Regions from separate parts of the Xenopus laevis genome. Here region 1 is linked to region 2. Evidence: chromatin contacts called from public Hi-C data. All regions are on one chromosome and are shown on one strand. The core of a region is the stretch at or near the end of the contact, and the rest is flanking DNA. Distances in the headings are between cores, read along the strand shown.

Region 1 (5,301 bases), core at 1,369-3,868, 160 kb after region 2:
GCCCAAGAGAGACCAGATTTTTTCCCAGTGTCCCACCAGCCGAGTCTGACCCTGGGAGTGAACCAGGGCCTTAGCTGTTTACTCACATAGAGTGGTGGTAATGCTGACAGCACAACAACAGCAGGTCCCTATTCAACTCTGTTTATATATAATAATACTGTGTATTGATTTAATTTTTCACACACTTTATTCAGTCTCCTAATCTCTTAGTCTTGCTAATAAACAATCTAAAGCTTTACCATGGACATGACTCAGCAAAGCAGCTGGTGCTGCTAATATTTGCTGTGCTTGTGTGAATGCATACTCCTTATACAAACATATGTTTTATGATACGATAAGATATGCTGCCTTCAAAATCTTCAAATCTGTGTACAGATCACTGAGAAAGGTCATCATATGGACTGATTGCACTTATTGCTCTTAGCCCAGGCATGTAGAAGAGATTGATTGGTGATTCAAAGGGTAAAGGCAACCCACTATGTTTAGAGATTCTGTTACTATCACCGTAATGCTACAACATTTTGCTTTTTGGCACCAGAAACGGTCACGTCTGCCTGCATCTGAGTGGACGTAATTTTGTGGTTGCAAGCAGTGCAGCAGATGAGGAGCAGCGGCAGCAGAGAAGAGGAATCTTCTCTGCAGGCTGAGATCCATATTGCCTGGCCTTAGCCTAAAAGTTGTAAAATTAATTTTAATGTACCTATACCACACACTTCCATAAAAAACTGCACTGCTACTTTAAAGGGGTGGTTCACCTTTGCAGTAACTTTTAGTATGTTATAGAACTGCTAATTCTATTGGTCTTCATTTTTTCTTTTGTATAGTTTTTGATAGTGATGCACTGAATCCACTATTTAGGATTTAGATTCGGTTCGTCCAGACAGAAGCATTCGGCCAAATCCTACTGAAAAAGGCAGAATCCTGACCGAATACCGATCCGAATCCTGGATTCGGTGCATCCCTAGTTTTTGAGTTATTTGCTTTCTTCTTCTGATTCTTTCCAGCTTTCAAATGGGGGTCACTGACCCCATCTAAAAACAAGTGCTCTGTACGGCTACACATTTATTGTTATTGCTACTTTGTATTACTCATCTTTCTATTCAGCTCCTCTCCTATTTATATTTTCAAATCAATGCTTGGTTGCCAGGGTCATTTGGACCCTAGCAATCAGATTTCTGAAATTGCAAACTGTAGAGCTGCTGAATAAAAAGCTAAATAACTCAAAAACCTTAAATAATAAAAAATGAAAACCAATTGCAAATTGTCTTAGAATAGCATTCTCTACATCATACTTAAAGTTAATTGAAAGGTGAACAACCCCTTTAAAGAATTTTTTTTTTACCTGTGCAGGCTACAAATAAATAGTATATGAGGATTCCAGATTCCTGAGCACTGAACCAGCTTTCAACTCTTCCCCCCATTTCCAGCCCCCTTTTCAATTTGTATTTATCCGCCATATTAAAAAAAAAACAATTTGGTGGATGGAATGAACAGTCTATAGATGGGCACTAAGAGAGCCTAAAAGGGGAATGGAAATTAGTGTGATTTGTACTGTATATGCTCTTTATCTATCATAGGTGTCCACCAGCGTCCTGATTGCCTGCATCTGGGTAACTAACACACACTTTTACACTAACACACTATTTTGGAGGGTTGCACAGATCTCACTGTGGAGCTATTTTTCCACTTATAGAAAATATAAATAGGCTCTTCTGCTATTTTGAGGATGGTCCTGTATATGCTACTACTTTTTTGGGTAGATTTAACACCAGAGCATGTGTAACACTAACACTATTTTTTAAAATGTTTTTTTATTAAATGTTACTTTAAAGTCGGCCATTAAAGTAACAAACCTGGGACTGCGGGTTGAGCTGTCAAAATCAGGACTGTCCCGCTTAAAACGGAACAGCTGGGAGGTATGTAAATAAGCTGCTGTGTAGCCATGGGGGCAGCCATTCAAAGGAGAAAAGACTCAGGTTACACAGCAGATAAGCTCTATAGAACATAATGATGTTATCAGTTATCCACTAATTAACCTGTGCCATATAGCCTTTTTTTCAATTTCTGCAATTGCTACACAGCAGCTTGTTTATATGAACTATAGTAGTGTTTCTGAAACAAACACACCAGTTTTACCAATGCAGGGCAACACTACATGATATTTTCATCACTTTAACAAACTTTAATTTTTTGGTGTTACTGTTCCTTTAAATAAAGCTTAGACATGTGGATAAGATCTGCTGGCACCCTAATATTTCTACTGACGTAGCACTTGAGAGTCACAGATCAGCACAAACACTTTTTCCGGCGGCTCAGCTGGGAAGGAGAATCTTTTGTAACAGCTGTGGCGAAAAGAAATCTTTCCCGGTTGTTACAGCAGTTGCACTCTATAATATTGTATGTATGCACGGGCTGTGGTTATGGCTGATTTACTCGGATAAATAAAACCATTGTGTGAGTGCAGCCATTATTGTAAAATGTGCAGTGTCATGCAAACATCATGCATAAAACAAATTCCCCTCCCATGTGAGGATCTGGCTTTTACTAGAAAAACTCCCTGCCTTTTTCTTATAGCTCCCTATGTGGCTCCTCCTCTGCTGGGTTCAGTTACATAAGCCCAGCGGCACTAGCCTGTGTCTCTTTCACTCTGTACAGTTAGTGAGAGCTGCAGAGTTAGTATGAGAGCTGCAGAGTTAGTGCGAGAGCTGCAGAGTTAGTGCGAGAGTGGCACAAGTTAGTGTGAGAGCTGCACAGTTAGTGTGAGAGTTGCCCAGTTAGTGTGAGAGTTGCACAGTTAGTGTGAGAGCTGCACAGTTAGTGTGAGAGCGGCGCAGTTAGTGTGAGAGCGGCACAAGCCTGGGGAAAACATGGCTCAGAACTTTGTGAAGAGCAAACTGAAAACCTCCAAGGTGACCATGTTCGAGAAGCCCACGTGTGCCTTCTGCATTAGGGCCAAGGGGATTTTAAAGAAATACAAGTTTAAGGCTGGACACCTGGAAATCATTGACATCTACAAGTTGGATTTCATTTCCAGCCTCCAACAGTATTTTATGGAGACAACAGGAGAGCGTACGGTGAGTGGAGGTGCTTCAGTAGGTTCATGGGATAAGGTGGGATTCAGCTGCTGCTCACATACAGAGATCAGATGATCCAGGGTTTCCGGGCGTTACTGCTGAGTCACACCTCAGGCTGTTTAAATGCTTTTCAGTTTGTATAGTAAGGAATAGGAAGATAATGTGTGAACAATTAATAAATGCTTTTCAGTTTGTATAGTAAGGAATCTGAAGATAATGTGTGAAAAATTAATAGATGTGTTATATATAGAAAGAGTTTAGAATTCTGACACATTCCGACACATTTCCAACCATTTCCTTGGTGATCCAACCCTACCATAAACCTGACTACTTTTACTCCTTAGTTGTAAATATAACTGCTGCTCAAAAGAGTATCTGCCTGGCTGTTAATTTTCTCAGCACTGCTGGTTCCGACTCCTAAAACAATGCATGCAGAATCCAGCTGAGCTGGAGGAGAAATTACTTTTACAGTGTTACAACACTGGGAGAACTGAATACAGCTTTTACAATTGTTTTTTTCAAATAACTTACAATTTTACAATCTATGTATTACAGCTGCTTAGAATTCTGTTTTCAAAAAAGCAAAAAGCAGTGTTCGGGTAGAGATTCCCTTTGTTAAAGTGGACCTGTCACCCAGACACAAAAATCTGTATAATAAAAGTCCTTTTTAAATTAAACATGAAATCCAATTTCTATTTTTTATTAAAGCATTCATAGCTGTTGTAAACTCATTTAAAAATCTCAGCTGTCAATCAAATATTGTCTGCTCCTCCTCTATGCCAGTGGCATAGAGGCGGGGCAGACAATTACTTTCACTTTCCATTCAGCACTTCCTAGATGTCACTGCTCTCCACACATTCCCCCTTTCTCTTTACCATATAACTGTGTGGCCAGGGCATGGGGATGGACATCGGGTCCCCCATTCTGGTGCACAAACAAGATTCTGAGATGATACAAGGCTTGTCTTAATAACAGTGTCCACAAAATGGCTGCTGCCTGCTTGTTATAATTTTGAAATCCCAGACTGAAGGAAGCAAGATTCAAATAATTGATATAGTGTTATTAAAGTTCATTTTGCTTGATTAATGTGATAAAATAGGATTTTGAATAATTTTTTTGGGTGACGGGTCCCCTTTAAAAGGCACTTCCTACCGAGCCTTATATATATATATATATATTGATACATGGCAGTTGCATATTTGCCGAACACACTCTTGATTGATGTGAATTGCATTCTGTAGGGTTATCAGTATCCATGTGTGTGTTTAATTCCTATCAGCAGGGGATCCTGATGATCAGTGTTTAAGGTTTAATCCCTTTGGGCAGGGCCTTCTTTACCTCTTGTATCAGTTATAAATTGAATATGTAAAGTATACACCCATTTATATGTTGGCATTTTATAAATACATGTAAATAATAATAATTATGGTGGGACTCCTCCAAAAATCTAATGAGATCTTACCACCAAAGTGACATTTTCTTGCACGTTGTATCTCATGCAAAAGATCTGCTCGGAACTGAATATAGTTTTGTAGTTCGCTTTTATAATCAGCAGCCCCTTCCCTGTCTGAATACATGCAGGATTGGACTCATAATGAAACATACACAAGTTCAAATGAGTTTGTGCAGTATCTTGTTATACTTCAATCAACATCCCATTAATACTTTTAATTTTATCCTTTATTATAAGAAAAGGCACCCAGATGCAGGGACCCCATAACAACCAATTGGATGTTTACTTTTAAACAGGTGACATTTAAATACTACCTGCTGATTCAGGGTCGGACTAGGCCACACCCAGAACCATGATGCAGAGACTTCTTCCTGCCGGCAAAAATATTTCGCACATGGGCACGCGCGCATGCACACACACGCAGCGCTGCGTGGAGAGGGGGCCCCTAGGACAGCAGTCCCGGTGGGTCCTGGGCCCCCCAGTCTGACCCTGTGCTGATTGGTTGCTGTGGGTAAACTTTGCACCTTTAATTTCATAATTCCACTAGACTTGCATATGACATGTTGAATGAAGATAAAAATAAATGTTCTAGCATGAATCAAAAATCATCTAATACATGCTTCCCCTTTAGGTGCCCCGTATTTACATTGAAGAAAAATGCATTGGTGGATGTTCTGACTTGGTCCCTCTGGAGAACAGTGGAGAGCTGGAAAAAGCGCTGCAGTCTATTGGTGCATTGCGTGATTAAACTAGTAAGTGGCATATGGAGAACCG
Region 2 (5,661 bases), core at 464-2,963:
CAGGTTTAGAGCCTCCTGTAGGCTGCCAGTCCACATATGGGCTACCAATAGTCAATCACAACCATTATTTGGCACCACAGGAACATTTTTGATGCTTGTGTTGCTCTCCAACTTTTTTTACTTCTGAATGTTGCTCACGAGTGGAAAAGGTGGGGACCCCTGCCTTAGATATATGTGTCAGCTGCATGGCACATATGGGATTGTCAAGGTCAATGTTGGCAATTGTTTGCGCACTGGATAAATTATGCAACAGGACCAGTAGCCCATGGCTTTGGGTAGTCACAACAGACTGAGTTTAAATGCCAGTATATAATCAGTATATAATGTTATAAAGGGGCTTTGACTTACAATAAGGCTGTGGTTGTTACTTTATCCACATAACTCTGTATTTTCTTTATAGTTGCTTTTGTGCCACATGAGGCCTCTTATCATATGTAAGTAGTGATGGGCGAATTTGCGCTGCTTTGCCGAAAAAAAACGAAAATTTTCAATTTTTTTGACGCCGTCAAATTTTCCCAGCGAATTTTCATGGCCATCTCGCGAATTCACGCCTGGTGAATAAATTCGCCCATCACTACATGTAAGTGCTACACAAATGATGTACAGTACTTAATCTTACTTAGGTATGGGATCCGTTATCCAGAAACCCATTATCCAGAAAGCTCTGAATTATGGAAAGCTTGTGTCCCATAGACCCCATTTTATCGAAATAATCCAAATTTTTAACAATGATTTCCCTTTTCTAATAATAAAACATTGCCTTGTACTTGATCCAAACTAAGATATAATTAATCCTTGTTGGAAGCAAAACCAGCCTATTGGCTTTGTTTAATGTTTACATGATTTTCTACTAGAGTTAATATATGTAGATTCAAATTATGGAAATATCCATTATTTGTATAAAGAATGTGTAACTTGAAAAACACATTTAAAGTACTTACCCTTTACTCAGAAGCTCCAATGAGACAGAGAAGACAGAGAAGAGAATTAGGCCCCAGATAATCAAGGCGCACCACTGAACTAATACTTATGCTCAATACAATGACGTACACTGAATAAGTAGCCTTGTCTTGGCACATGAGCTTGCATATTTTGGCCACAGTGTGGTACTAACACCTCATTGTTTATTCATAGCATTTGTACAGGCTCACTTTCTCTTCATATGCAAATAATGAGTGCTGGTATATGGGAGCTTCTCATTGTTGGTCAACACTATAGATTGAGTTACACTGAGCTCTGACAATTTCATTGTTTTAACTTCAATGATATGTGTCAGGTATGAGCAGAACAAATCAGCTAAGTATACATTTCTATATAAAAATGTATAATTTTTGTTAAAAAAAAAAATGAAAATCACCATATTGCAGCCATTCTACTGTTAATAATTTTCTTGGTTAAAAATGACTGTTGTAAATCAGCAGAAATCAAAGCTTTTTGAGATTTGCCTGTTCAGGGCAAAAAATGTCTTTCAGGGTCCTAAAATGTCTAGAGGTTGACCGGTTTTACCTATATTTATTGAAATTGTATATAAATAAGGGCTTCATGGGGCCCCTATATCTTCTGGGCCCCCTGCAACTGCAGTGTTTGCTTCCTCTATAGTTATGCCCCTGGTGAAGGGATAGGAAAAGAAACAATGCCAATAAGTGCAGGATCCAGAGAGCCTATCCAAGCAGCAGTGCAGTAAAGGATTACTGATCCCACTTTGAGTTGTATTACACTAGAATCCTATTATATTAAAGGCAGTTAGGCAGGGTCAGGCCAAAATGTTGAAACGTCTTTTTGCAACCTTAACTGCTATGTTACTATGTTATACAATATTGCACACTGACTGTTTCAGACTCAAGTAGAAAGTGTTTATTCTGATGAGAGAAATCTCCTCCCTCCAGTGTCAATGAACACATGGCCCTTGATCTTTGCAACTCGGTATATTTATTGCAATGTTTGTCTGCACTCAGTAACACTGTCCACCACTGTGTATACAAGCAGCGCTATATGAAGATACATCTACATACATAAAAAATAGTACTGTAATTGTCTGTTACAGCGCATGTTGTTCAATGTCATAAAGGAGTTTAATTAAGCTGTTTATGGCTCCTACAGCACCTAATTATTTTACACTCTGTCCCCAGCAGTTAGAATAGGAGTAGTGAATTAGACAGATTAGAAAACCTTTTGCTTTAGAAAGGTATCAGTAATGTGTGTGAAATAGTGCCGCTATAACATGTAAATGATAAAAAAACAAAAATAAAAAATAATAATAATAATAATAATAATAGTGCCTTTTTCATGAAAAGCGATTCTATCCTTAATAATCATGGATAAACCTTCAATACATCAGCCATGTAAAATATGTCCTATTTGGAAATTTCCCTTCCTTCCTTATCTCCTTCTTTTTCTCTATAGAAATATTTTTTTTATATACACTCTATATACAGTTGTCATATTTATATACATTTGTATATAAAGCCACATAGGCAAAGTAGGTATCCGTAATGTGTGTGAAATAGTGCCGCTAGAACATGAAAATAAAAACAATAATAATAAATAATAATAATAATAATAATAGTGCCTTTATTATGAAAAGCAATTGGAATTGATTCTCCCTGCTGGTTCCCAAATCCAACTACCCTTAATAATCATGGATAAACCTTCAATACATCAGCCATGTAAAATATGTCCTATTTGGAATTTTCCCTTCCTTCCTCGTCTCATTCTTTTTCTCTATATAATTCTTTTTTATATAAACTCTATATACAGTGGTTATATTTGTATATTAAAAGTAGAATCACAAACTAAAACCTGTTAAATACAGGTACTGTTAGCTGTGATCATATTTATTGTTTCTGCTACAACAAAATCACATACATCTGCTCAGGTTGATATATTTGGAAGGCCTGCATCATGTGGCTTTATCAGCAAATAAAATCCTAACCTTGGAAGGGGGAAAAAAAAGAAGGTTCTCTTCACTAGGTGGCGCCAATGCTGCTTATATGCATTGGACTTGGCATGTTGAGCAAACGAATGTTCTATTTTATTTTCCATTATATAATGGCTGTCAAAGAAAAAAATACTGGAGTTTGAATTTCATGAAAAATGTAAATGGTTACAGAGGTTCTAGCAATGAGGCAAGTAAATTATAGCAACCAGTAAATTATTATTATCATTACAAAATTGCTCTTTGAAAAAATCGAATATATCTATATAATTTTAGAAAATAAACAATAATAACAAAATGCTACTTTCCATTCATAGCTCCAATGTGTGCAGCCATTAGATGCATGGAAAGGTCAATTTTGCCCAGGAGAAAGACATAAAAGGCCAGATTTAATTTGATGAGAAAAACCTCATGTCATGATTTATCTTATGAAAACTCAACAGGGGTAAATCTGGAAAGAGGGATGAAACTTACTTAAAATGAAGTGGCATGTTGGGTAAACTTGGACACTGTAATAAAAGGCTGCAGATTTAGTAACCTATAGCAACCAATCAGCAGGTAGAATGGTTAGCAGGTTAATGGTTAGATTATTGCTCGCTATGGGTAACTTGACTAAGGCAAACTTTTTTTTTTTAAATTTCCCATTTAGTGTTTATTAGCACACTAACATTTAATCTTGTTTGAAACTGCTCAGTTGTGCTGTCTAGCAATGGAGCATTCCTTATCTCTGACATGCTGGGAGTAGTTTGGTAACTCAAGGAACCGAGTGATACGCGCTCTCCTGCACAACAGCGCTCACGTGCTTTATCCACATATACAGCCAATATTGATATTGATTACATATACATATTGATTAAACATTCACCTTAAAGGACAAGAAAAGTTAAACTAAAGAAGTAGACTAGAAATGTTGTGCATTATGTTTTGGGCTTCTGTACCAGCCCATAGCAGCCAAAATCCCCCCGAGGGGTTGCTAAGCACTCCAGGCCCTTCCAAATACTTCTTTAGTGGGGGGCCCGGCACGCTCTTGTTGCGCTGCTGAATAATGATAAAACCCACACACACACACACATATATATATATATATATAGATAGATAGATAGATAGATAGATAGATAGATAGATAGATAGATAGATATATGAAAATATAGAAACCAACAGCAGGTACCACTTACTGATTAAACACCTGTTTAAAAAGCATATTGGTTGCTATGGGTTACTGCTCCTGGGCAAACGTTGTACTTTTTATTACATATGAGGGATAGTATCCCTTTACAATTTGTGGAGCGTGCAGGGTTAGTGACCACCAAAACAAAATTAAGGTCACTTCAAAACCATTTAGTTTGGTGAAGGAAAACATCTCTTGGTACCGAATAAGATCCACTGGGTCATCTGTATTTGCTAAATGCCAACTGTATTGGCCAGATCAGCATGTTGGAACTGTACTGCCCATTTGTTAAATATAGCATTGAGACTCCGACATGACTGCAGTCTGTGCAGAACGATGGGAAGGTTGGGTTTGCTAACTATAGAGGCTTGCCCACAAAATGACTGAACCTCTGAGGCCCCCCAAAGAGCCCGTGCCAACTATTGTGCCTTTAATTTTGGAGGAAATACAGGGTTCCTTTTGCACAATACTGTCCTGCAGAGAATCATATTCAAGCCATTCAAAGGCAAAGAAGCATTAGGAAATGAAAACACCCTAAGTGCATTGCATGACATAAACATACAAACCCAATGGGTTGTAGACTTCTGCCTTAACGATAATTGCACAATTTCTATTTTTTGTCTCTCTATAGTCTCTATCTGGTGGGTCCTTGGTGCCCCAGTCTGTTAATTGTGGTGTGACCAAAATCTGAGGTTGCACACAGTGGTCTGGCGTCATACAGGTAAAATTACAGGGGAAGAACTAATAATGTAGTGTTTCGAAATAACCATATAACCCACAAACTGACTTTTCCTGCCACGGTTTTGCTGCCGAATGTATTTAGGCAAAGTGACTGGGATGTTCTTGAGAAGAAATGCACGAATGACACGGTCATTATTATTATTCATTCACACAGACACTTACAATAACCCAGAGACAGTTTATAATAATGTACTTTTATCTGTGTTTTATTTTACCCTGTAAGGTGAAAGCAATGAATAAGACGTCTGGTGGGGAGACTAGTGGGAAAAGAAAAGGTCACAGTTATTTACCGAAAAGTTGCTCTCGAAATACCGTCAGCTTGAATGCCAGATCTCGGTGTTTTCATTTAGATTCAGGGCTCACAACATTAGCTTTGATCAATATTAAATGATGCCGGACGTGCATCAACAATAATGTGTGCAACACATCGTCTCAGAACAAAAGGTGGATGGGTAGTTTAGATGTGCCAGGCCTGCTTTGGCCAAGGAATATTGATCTGCCCTTGATACTGTCCAGCTTAGTGGTGAAATGGGTGGTTCACCTTGAAATTAACCTTTTTTAAAACAAAGACATTGATATTTTGAGACAATTGGCATTGACAATTGATTTAAATTTTTTATTTTTGGAACTTAAAGGGGTGTTTACAGATGTTGTTTTCAGATAGATCACCAGAAAAATGACTTTTTCCAATGACTTTCTATTTTCTATCTATCACCGTTTTTCTAATATTAAAGTGTCAAGTCTCATTTTTCACCTTCTGAAGCAGCCCTGGGAGGGGGGGGGGTCGCCGACCCTGTAAACTGTTCTCAATGGATTC

What was found. A called contact is a pair of places that touch in the nucleus more often than the background predicts.
Region 1: a contact with region 2 is called in a Hi-C map of the XL177 cell line, with 3 times the contacts expected there. The contact joins the promoter of glrx.S here to the enhancer-like site in region 2. A contact is called at or near these places in 2 of 4 Hi-C or Micro-C datasets (the XL177 cell line and the XTC cell line).

The regions. Positions count from the first base shown.
Region 1 is chr1S:165,346,959-165,352,259 of Xenopus_laevis_v10.1, forward strand. It overlaps glrx.S (glutaredoxin-1), which reads left to right and starts at 2,619. Exons shown (of 3, transcript XM_018244367.2): 1 at 2,619-3,074; 2 at 5,159-5,279. The coding sequence starts at 2,868. The coding sequence ends at 5,275.
Region 2 is chr1S:165,186,823-165,192,483 of Xenopus_laevis_v10.1, forward strand. No RefSeq gene overlaps it. Among protein-coding and RNA genes, the nearest start is that of pcsk1.S, 44 kb to the left of the region's middle. Within about 2 kb of position 1,714, at least 1 of the 7 cell types and tissues checked has an H3K27ac peak or open chromatin away from gene starts, as enhancers often do.